Linked DNA regions of Canis lupus: region 1 is linked to region 2. The links are chromatin contacts, called in public Hi-C maps. All regions are on one chromosome and are shown on one strand. The core of a region is the stretch at or near the end of the contact, and the rest is flanking DNA. Distances in the headings are between cores, read along the strand shown. Region 1 has its middle 25 kb from the start of WNT8B. Region 2 has its middle 11 kb from the start of PKD2L1.

Evidence for each region. A called contact is a pair of places that touch in the nucleus more often than the background predicts.
Region 1: a Hi-C map of blood shows a contact between it and region 2, with 5 times the contacts expected there. The contact joins two enhancer-like sites. A contact is called at or near these places in 5 of 9 Hi-C or Micro-C datasets (amygdala, blood, liver and 1 more).

What each region holds. Positions count from the first base shown.
Region 1 is chr28:13,348,737-13,353,582 of UU_Cfam_GSD_1.0, forward strand. No RefSeq gene overlaps it. Among named protein-coding and RNA genes, the nearest start is that of WNT8B, 25 kb to the right of the region's middle. Within about 2 kb of position 1,420, at least 2 of the 20 cell types and tissues checked have an H3K27ac peak or open chromatin away from gene starts, as enhancers often do.
Region 2 is chr28:13,272,612-13,277,247 of UU_Cfam_GSD_1.0, forward strand. No RefSeq gene overlaps it. Among named protein-coding and RNA genes, the nearest start is that of PKD2L1, 11 kb to the left of the region's middle. Within about 2 kb of position 2,475, at least 2 of the 20 cell types and tissues checked have an H3K27ac peak or open chromatin away from gene starts, as enhancers often do.

The DNA.
Region 1 (4,846 bases), core at 170-2,669, 75 kb after region 2:
TATTCCTTGTACCGTTCCACGTGGTCTTCAACTGGTGAGGAAGTCTTACTTCTCCCTATACTGACCATGAACATCTTCTCATGGTATGTATAGTATAGTATAAATTACTATCATTTATAATCCCATTTTCACTTAAAAAAAAATCAACAACTAGACTCTAATTTCCTCTTTATTTCCATTTTTCTTTTCCTCAACTACTTCCTTTCACTGGCCAGTTAAGTCAGTCTTTTAGAAACATTACTTTTCTCTTTCTCTCTTTCTCCTGGTTCTCCTTTACTTCTTGCTCTGTCAACACACCTTTCCTCATCATCCAACCTAAACATTTATATTGAGCAAGTAGAGCACGTCTAACAATGTGTGAAGCGAGAATTTGAGGGATATCAGAGATCTAGGCTTTGAGCCTGCAGTCAAAGGCTTACATTCTAGGTAGGAAGACAGCAAACTGTCAGAGCAAACAAAACTATGAGGAAACCATTACACTAAGCCATGCTATCCTGGCTACCAGGATAACTTTAGAAACCCTTGGTTGAGAAAACCTAGAGGCTGAAGACTCAGTCATAGAGAAACAAAGTCATGCCACCATCTACCAGGAAATCTTATGCAAATCTGCAGAGGTCTGAAGACTTCTAGAGTTACCTCTGAACTCTGTAGCCTATGTACAGCTATTAGAAAACAAGCAGGTAATGCAATCAGGTAGACTGGTGGATTTATATAAACTTTAGCACATCTTTTTCTTATGGTATTAATGTAGCTAGATGTCACTAAACATGACTAAGCCTTGGAAAAACATGTCTGAATATAAGTATCAGAAAAATGTGAGTGTATGTGTGTGAAAGAAAGAGACAGACAGAAAGAGACTTAGCCTGGTAAGAATCAGTCAAAAGATGCATGATCAGTGATCCAACCTGTTCCACCAATATAAACCCATGTGTCATTGGGTGGAAATATCACCTAACAAGAGGCTTGATCTATTAATGCCTGACTTATATGTACCATTTTAAAATATAACTACGAGACATATCTTATATCAGGTACTACCCCACATATACATGTTCTTATATATTTTTAAAATATTTTATTTATTTATTTGAGAGAGAGAGAAAGAAAGAGCACGAGTAGGGGGAGGGGCAGAGGGAGAAGCAGGTTCTCCTCTGAGCAGGGAGCCTGACATGGGGCTCCATCCCAGGACCCTGGGATCATGACCTGAGTGGAAGACAGATGCTCAACCGACTGAGCCGCTCAGGCACCCAGACAGTTCTTATAAAGTCACACATTGACTTGGGGATTACCATAGTCTCATCCCTACCAAGACTGTCATTGAGGTTGACTTTTAACCTCAGCAGAAGGCCTGTGCATGCCTGTGCACTGAGTGTCTCCCAAGTTTATTCTAGTTTCACAGCATGGAGGGTTTTGATTTCTGATCTGGCAAGGATGTTCCACTCCATGCCTTCTAGGGGATGTTTACTGAGATCCACCCACAGGTAAGGGAAAGAAACTTCCTCACCTAAAAACATAAGGAAGTGGTGCACTCTGCAGGACAAAGTGGCAATTGCAGCCCTAGCGATTTTTTTTTTTTTTTTTTTTTTTTTTTTTTTTTTTTTTTTTTTTTACGACAGCGACCTGCACTTTTTGTAGCACTAGATTATTTTTCTCCACCATGTGGCGCTGCTGTTCTCAGTGTCACTTTCCAGCTAGTTTAGGGTAGAAAAATCCGGGGACAGGGAAGAGAAAGTACAGGGTGGGGGCACAAGGGATTAGGAAGTGGGAGAGGTTAAGAAAGGAAGCCAGTTCTTTCTGCCAGACAGAACTTCCCTAGCACCTCAAATAAGATCCATTGCAGTAAAGAAAGTCATTCCCTAACCCGAGTATCTCATTTTGGATCATTTAATTCAATAGTTCTCAAAGCTGGCTGCCCAACAGAATCACCAGGGGGAACACTTTAAAAGATTCCAATTCCCAGATTCAATCCTACCCAGAGAAACTCTGACTCATAAATTTGAGGAAGGGTCCAGTCATCTGTCTTTAAAAAGCTCTCCTGAAGATCAGTGGTGGTTCGTCTACACAAAATTTGGAAGAGAAAAAATAGTCTAAGAGGAATCAGTTCTTGCAGGACTCTGCAAATAGCACTTCTATTTTTCAGTTCAATAACAGCAAATGGTGAGAATCTATTCCATGCCAGTGATTTCTCTAAGAAATAAGAGCACTGTTTAATGAGTAAACTCATCTGTATCTTTTAGACGCTTACTAAGCAGACCTCTGTTTGGCATTTTCTCTTGCCCAATTTTGGCAAAAACTCTGACTCCGCAGATTCATAGTTCCCTAGCACCAGCCCCCCACTGTCTTCCTTTTATGTACCAATCATCCCAGTTAGGGAACAGGGGCGATCTGGCTATTTTTGGCATCATTCAGAACTGAGTTTGATTCCTCATTTAACAAGTCATCAATGATGGGACATTTAAAAAGGTAATCTAACCTTTCTGAACCTTTATTTATAATAGGAGGTGGTCATACCTGCCTCTGACATCTGTTATAAAATTCCAATGAGATTAAAGTCCTTAGCAACCTGCCTGGTACATGGTATTTAATAAATATAATTTATTAATAGTAGCAGTAACCTGCCACCTTGATCTCTAGAACTTGTCTTAAGCACCTGTGTCATCTAATGACTCTCCATGTTCATGGTTTTTCCACATCCCAAAGCGCTGTTTTAAAGAGAACTGCTGGCCTTGTCTCTAAGAACCTGTGAAGAAAGTACAGTAGGGGAAAGTGTGCTTCCCACCCCAGAACTGGCACAGGTAGACACAATAACTATATTCATCTATCCTAATTCCTTTTCTTTCTTCTTTCTTTCTTTCTTTCTTCTTCTGTGCTTCTTTCGGGATTTGTGCTTCTTTTTCTTCTGTCGTGGGCTTTTTATGGCTTTCTATTGTTCTTTCTTTCTTTTCTTTCTTCTTCTGCCTTCACGTCCTTCTTCCTTCCTTCCTTCCTTTCTTCCTTTCTTCCTAAGATTTTACTAATTTAGGGCAGCCCCAGTGGCTTAGAGGTTTAGCGCCGCCTTCAGCCCAGGGTGTGATCCTGGAAACCCAGGATCAAGTCCCACGTCAGGCTCCCAGCATGGAGCCTGCTTCTCTCTCTCTCTCTCTCTCTCTATCTCTCTCTCTAATAAATAAATAAATAATATTTTTTAAAAAAAGATTTTACTCATTTATTTGACAGAGAGAGAGCAAGCACAAGCAGAGGGAGTGGCAGAGGGAAAGGGAGAAGCAGGCTCCCTAAAGAGCAGGGAGCCCAACGTGGGGCTCAATTCCAGGACCCCAGGATCACAACCTGAGCCAAAGACAGATGCTCAACCGACTGAGCCACCCAGGTGCCCCTCTAATTCCGTTCGCCCCCTTCTCTCTAGCTGTTAGAATGATATAGATGGAACTTACCTGAGCATGAGTTTTCAGACTTTGGTGAGCAATAGGATAATCAGGAGCATATATAAAAAGTGCAGTTTCCTAGGCTACTCGGCAGGATCCTGATGTGGAGCACAGGGGTCTTCACTTTAACCCCTAGCTCACATGACAAGATATATGTGTATATATATATATATATATATATATATATATAGCCCTTCGGGAGTGGGGCCTTAGCGCTTCCTCTGCAGAATACAGGTCTCAGGGAGGATGGACTGTGGTGGAAATCAGTCCCAAGATGCTAACACACCTCTGAGTTGGTATTGCCCCTTGGGTCCAGGTACAATCATTAGAATTGCCTGGAGCAAGTTTAAATATACACAGCTTGTCACGAAAGCTGCTGGGCTACATTGCTTTGTATCTAGCAGCATCCAGGCCTGAGGCTGTGGCCACTTGACACCAGGAGCCACTTAGTGCTGGTTTGGATCTTGAGCAGAGAAGCAAGTCCTCAGGGAGCGGGGTTTGGGAACTGATACTGAGTGCCTGCAGCATCTACTCTGTCTTCACCATTTAGAACTTGTAACTAAAATATTTAAATAAACTGATTTTAAATGCAAATTAAGGACAAATATTCTCAAAAGGAAAAATAATCACAAATCAAATCACATGGTGTGCCTTAAATGTAAACAATGTTTATATCAATTATATCTCAATAAAACAGGCGGGGGGCCTAAGAATTACTTAGTCCCACTACAAATTGAAAAGCTCTCAGAGACCATGGAGATCGCACACATGTTTGAAGAGGCAGAGTGTAGGGTAAAAAGGTGTGATGCTGACCCAACAGAATTGGAAAGTACGAGTTTCTTTCTTTTTAGAAATTAAATTATAATGCACTAACTGAAATAATTTTCTAGATAGAGAAAATCTGTCTTGAAGCACAGAAAAGTGAAAGGACTTGCTCAATGATACTTGAGTGGTGGTAGTGTTGGGCCCAGAGCCTCACTCTGTGATTACTCTGGTCGCCATGCATATTATTTCACAAGTGGACTCAATAGCCTCCTTCTTCTTTGGCCCACTAAAGCTCATACCCAGTTAGAGAAAAAAAAAAAAAAATAGCATTGAGGAAGTCCAGCTCAGAGGATTACTCTAGCCTAGACTATTCGACCAAACAGAATTTTCTTAGAGAAAAGCAGTAAAAGCTCATGGAGGGGGCATTCACCCTGGGGCCCTGAGCGCCCAGCTTTGTCAAACTACAGACAGGTACTATCAATTACTTTGTGATAGGATCTTAACACTCCTTAAATGTTTATTTTCAAGGCAACCAAAAGCAGTTTGTATCCTTCCTGAGAGAACTATCCACCTGGTAATGGTGATCAATAACAAAACGATCAGACTCTATTAGTTCTTAAAGATGTCTCCAACATATCATTAAGTGGAAAAACCAAATT
Region 2 (4,636 bases), core at 1,225-3,724:
TGGCCACCAGGTGGCAGCATAACCCTTGCCCGGTCCCACTCAGCAAAGGACAAACCAGTTTGGAGGGATTGGCATTGGGAGGGTCCAGAGACCGGTCCTCTCCCAGGCTCCTTCCAGTTGCTTATTCTTTTCTTCTAGGTGACTCTAAAGGTTCACGACAGGCCCTACTAACAGTTCTTAACCTACAGGATTTATCATTCTGGAGACCTTGTAGACTTCTGTGTTGATCTGAGTCTTCTGAGAAGCAGACACCAAGGTTGGGTGGCAGTTGTGAGGTTTTGAGGAAGGCAAACACCTGTGAGAGAAGACAGGGAGGGCGCCAAGGAAGCCTAGGAGAGCTGTCAGACCAAGAAGTAAATCTGCCCCTCAGTGAAGGAGAGAGAGTGGGAAGGTTGGGTGGATTTCTGCAGCATAGTTAGTCTGAGGAAGATTTGCAGAGGCCTTCAGGGAGCCAAAATAAACCATCAGGAGAGTTCTGTGGTCTCCCTGGATGGGGCCACTTTCATATCGTTGCTAAACAGCTCCTAGGAAGTGGAAGTTCCCAGGCTGCTCACCTGGAAGTCTGGTCCAGGTGAACGCTCTTGGTCAAGTGTACATAGTTGGAGGTCTATGAAATCATTTTCATGGCCTCCATACCTTATTTCTAAGAAGGGACAGCCTTAGTCTTCACACAGCCCTTGCTCTGCCAAATGTCATCTGTGTTCCATACTTCTCACCTCATGTGCTGAGTGCATCCTGCTACCCCCACCAGAGAATAGGCTCCTCCCATAACCTGCATCCAACTCAGTATTCTCCTGGATTAATCCAGATACAAGCATTCTCCCAAGCAAGCCCTACCTTTTCCATGTCTCTGTATTTGGTTCCTTCTTGCTTATAAACCTGGGAACTTGAAGGTGGTGATCGGATTAGCTGTGTGTTGACTTTAGTCCTGAAGTACAGGCTCAGGTGCCAGCCTGCCCTGGCAGGAAGTTAGTAGGCCAGCACCGGGCCCCCATCTTTTTACTGGGGCCCCCACTGCCTCAGGTGACCTTCCCCAAGCACCTGAGTGGTTGGCAGTATGGTTCTGGCCTCAGCCAAGATCAAGTACATGCTGGGGCAGCCATAGCTTTGTCAGGTGGTCCAGAGACCCGGGCGGGGGTGGGGAGGTCAGAATGAAGAAGCTGGCACTTGTCTAGGGAAAGCAGAGGTTTGGTAAGGAGGGTGTTAGGGGAGAAGACTACTGGGTACCCAGCTTGGCAGGGACTGACTGGGTCAATGGCCCCTGTGGGCCTCCCTGAGTGCTCTTGGGGCTGGGGCCTACTATATATGGGGCTCTGGATTTGGCTCCTCTCTCTCCCTGGCTGGTTCTCAGCTAAAAGACAGGCTTGGGAGGGATGGGATGAATTCAGCTGGCTCTCTAGGCTACTGCTTAAAAGGAGGTCATGAGGAAACCAACAATTCTGCAAGAGCATGTCTGGACCAGATGACATTGCAAATCCAGAGTCCCCAAGGTAAATAAACAGCAATAACTCTAGGCTTTAAAAGAGAATCCAGCCAAATTCTGAAGTGGGAGCAACAGAGAAATAGCCTGGAAATCCACCATGATTATATTAAGTTACACCTTAAATGGTAAGCTGAAGCTGAAGACAAGCATGAGATTTTCCCTTTTCCCTCCTGGGTGGGGAAAAAAGAGAAGAAAAATGGAGTGGGAGGTGGAGTTGAAGGGAGATGCCTCTGGGTGACCACAGGGTCTTCCAGACTGTAATTTGCCCAGGGGCCAGACCTTAGGTTTCAGGGTTTATGGAGCCTGGATGGGACCATGGGAGCAGTGGTGGGAGGGCAGAAGAGAGATGGGACCATCAAGTCTCCTACTCACTCTCAGCTTAGCATGTTTGTTCTGTGCTCGGAAATAACCCCTTGCTAGACAATCTGTGAAGTACCTACCACACACACCCAGCAGGGTACTATTTCTACCATATCACACCGTACCCCCAAAACCCCGAGCTAGCACAACTTTTCTGAGCCTTGCAAAATAAGACTAAATATAGGGGTAAATATTAATAGACCGTAAAAGCACTTAGCACAGTGCATGTAAGTAGGCACTGAAAAGATGCTAAATGAGTCTGTTCCAAGCCCATCTATTTCTAACCAGTTCTAGGGCATCTCTATTAGGAAGGGTCTCTCTCCATTTCCTGAACCTGTATTCCACTTGACGTGTTTTCACTCTGCCATTATCAGATACTATCTTGTCCACTTGATTAATATGCTTTGTCTTGTTTCTCTTAGAAATCTGTGAGCTGAGCTCCCCAGGGGGGGATCCGTGAAATCTGGCTCCATTCTGCCCCCCATGCAAAGCACAGCTCTGACCTTCTGCTGGGCACATGGAGGCACAGTTAACACTCAATCCCCAGGTGGACACATTGGTTTGGAGGGACAGAATGGGAAAGCAGCAGACTCTTGGCTGGAAGAGGCTAGTGGAGAGGACACAGAGGAAAGCTTGGCTCAGGACACAGCCAGCTGCCCTCTGGACCTTGTGGCCCTGCTCTGCCCAGCTCAGCTGCTGTGTCACTGCAGGGCAGAGGTGACATCAGCTGTGGAAGGGGTTACTATCAGGCAAAGGAAAGGCTATGGGAGAGAAAACTGTCTGTGCTCTCTGGCATGGGACTAGATTGAAGGGGAAGGTTTAAGGGGTTGAGGGGCATTTCTGGCAGGGGTCTGCAGGGAGCTATGGAAAGGGAGGAAAGAGGAAGAGAGAAACAAAGTGAAGACTGGGATTGGGGGAGAGGAGATAGGAATGGCTAAGGCTCTGGACCTTTCACGTGTGGGGGGGAGAAACCTGTTTCGGATTTTATACCACTGGCTGTGATATCCTCAAGACACTCTTAAGAGGTTAAGGGAAGCAAATGGGGGCATTGCTCTCTCTAACCACAGAAGAAAGGCACGGGCAGCCCCTCTCATCTTAGACTTACGATCAGAGCAGAATCAGGACAAGAAAGACTTTCCTTCAGCTCATTTGTGGTGGGAGATGCTGGGTCTGTATCTGACTGCCCTGGATTCTGTGATGCACATCTATATGGAATACTAGGTGTGAGGCTGCCTTCCCAGAATAGGGAAAGATGCCCTGTAGCAGATCAGGCCACACAGAAATCTCCAACTTGGTCAGGTCCTGTGACTTTCTTGTCCTTGGGATCTCACCCAGGCTGTCGCTCCCAGGGTCACATATTATGCCCCAAGACATTAAGATTTCCAAATCAAGCAATCTCATCTGCAGACATACCACAAGTCCTGAGAATAGATACTAGGCCTGGTGGAGGCCCCTCCTCTAGTACACACACCAGAACATGTAAGCACAAGCCCAGAAGATATGCTCTAGACACCTAGTCAGTGGGGTGTCATTTGAGGTCTCCATTCTTCCTCTGGACGCAAAAACAAATCGCTGCCCAACTACACTTTCACTATTAATGCCCTCATGGGATATAGCACCACCACCTCCTCTAAGAAGAATTCTCTGATTCTCCCAACCTGTTCTTGTGTGTGCCTCTTCTCACTCTGGGCCAAACGCCATCGTCCACTCATAAGGATATCCTCCACCATGTGACTCATCCAAGATCAAGAGCTCCTTATAGCCTCAGCACTTGCCACTATGCCTCTCAGGCCATGTGGTTTCCATAACCATCCCCTGAAGGAGAGAACCAATATAGTCATGGAGGTCTGAGAGCCCCAACCCTTATTTCACTCAAGCACATCCAGAAACCAGTGGTGCCAGGACAGGATCCAGAAGGGCAGACCAGCCTGGGCCCCTCTCCTCTGGGAAGGAGGAGGGAAGTCCACTCACACTAGCCATCCTGGATGTCTGCTACCTGTGACTCAGCTTGGGCCAAGGGACAGGGAAGATTCCAAAGCCCAAGAGGTTCATTTCCCCATCTCTTGGCACAGAAATCGGTCCAGGCAAATGCTGAGCCAGATGCAGGAGCTGGCTTGCATCCCTTCCCCATAGTGACTATATCCCGGGGGAAAGCCTGAGGTCAGAGTTGTGAGGACATTGTGTACAGTGCTGGCCTCCTGCCCGGCTGCCACGATGCCATGGGCAGTGTGGATGGACAAATACGTGGGGCTGGTTGGATCCCAACTTGTCTCAGTGTGCTTGCTTATTTGAGCAAGCTGACACTTTAATCTCAGGACCTGGGGGGCTGAAGCCACAGTGTCAGGGAGGAGGCTTGGGTCTAGTACCTATAGGTCATGGGGGAAGAGAGGGGCCTGGGGACCTATGGGTCATGGGGTAGGGACTTAGGTCAGGGGAATGTATTATCTTTACTTATGTACACTCAGAGTTGACTTAGATCTGTGTTTTAAAGTGTCAAAGGGTGAGGAAAGATGAGGTAAGAAGGCCAGAGCCAGGGGGCAGCTGGGCCAGGGGACAGTTGTGAGTGCCTGAGTGCCTCTGGGATTCCCAGCCAGTCCTTCTGTGGGCCTTGCTCTCCAGGCTCAGAGCCTTATGGGTATTGCTGGCCTGTCCTTGCAGGGAGCCTGGAAGGGCAAAAGGAAGGGAAGGTCCAGTGGGCTGTCCAGGCTGCATGAAGATCTGCGAGCACACCTGCCCTCAGCTCCGCAATCCCCATTTGACATCTGGCTGGGGACAGTCACAGACTCACAAGGT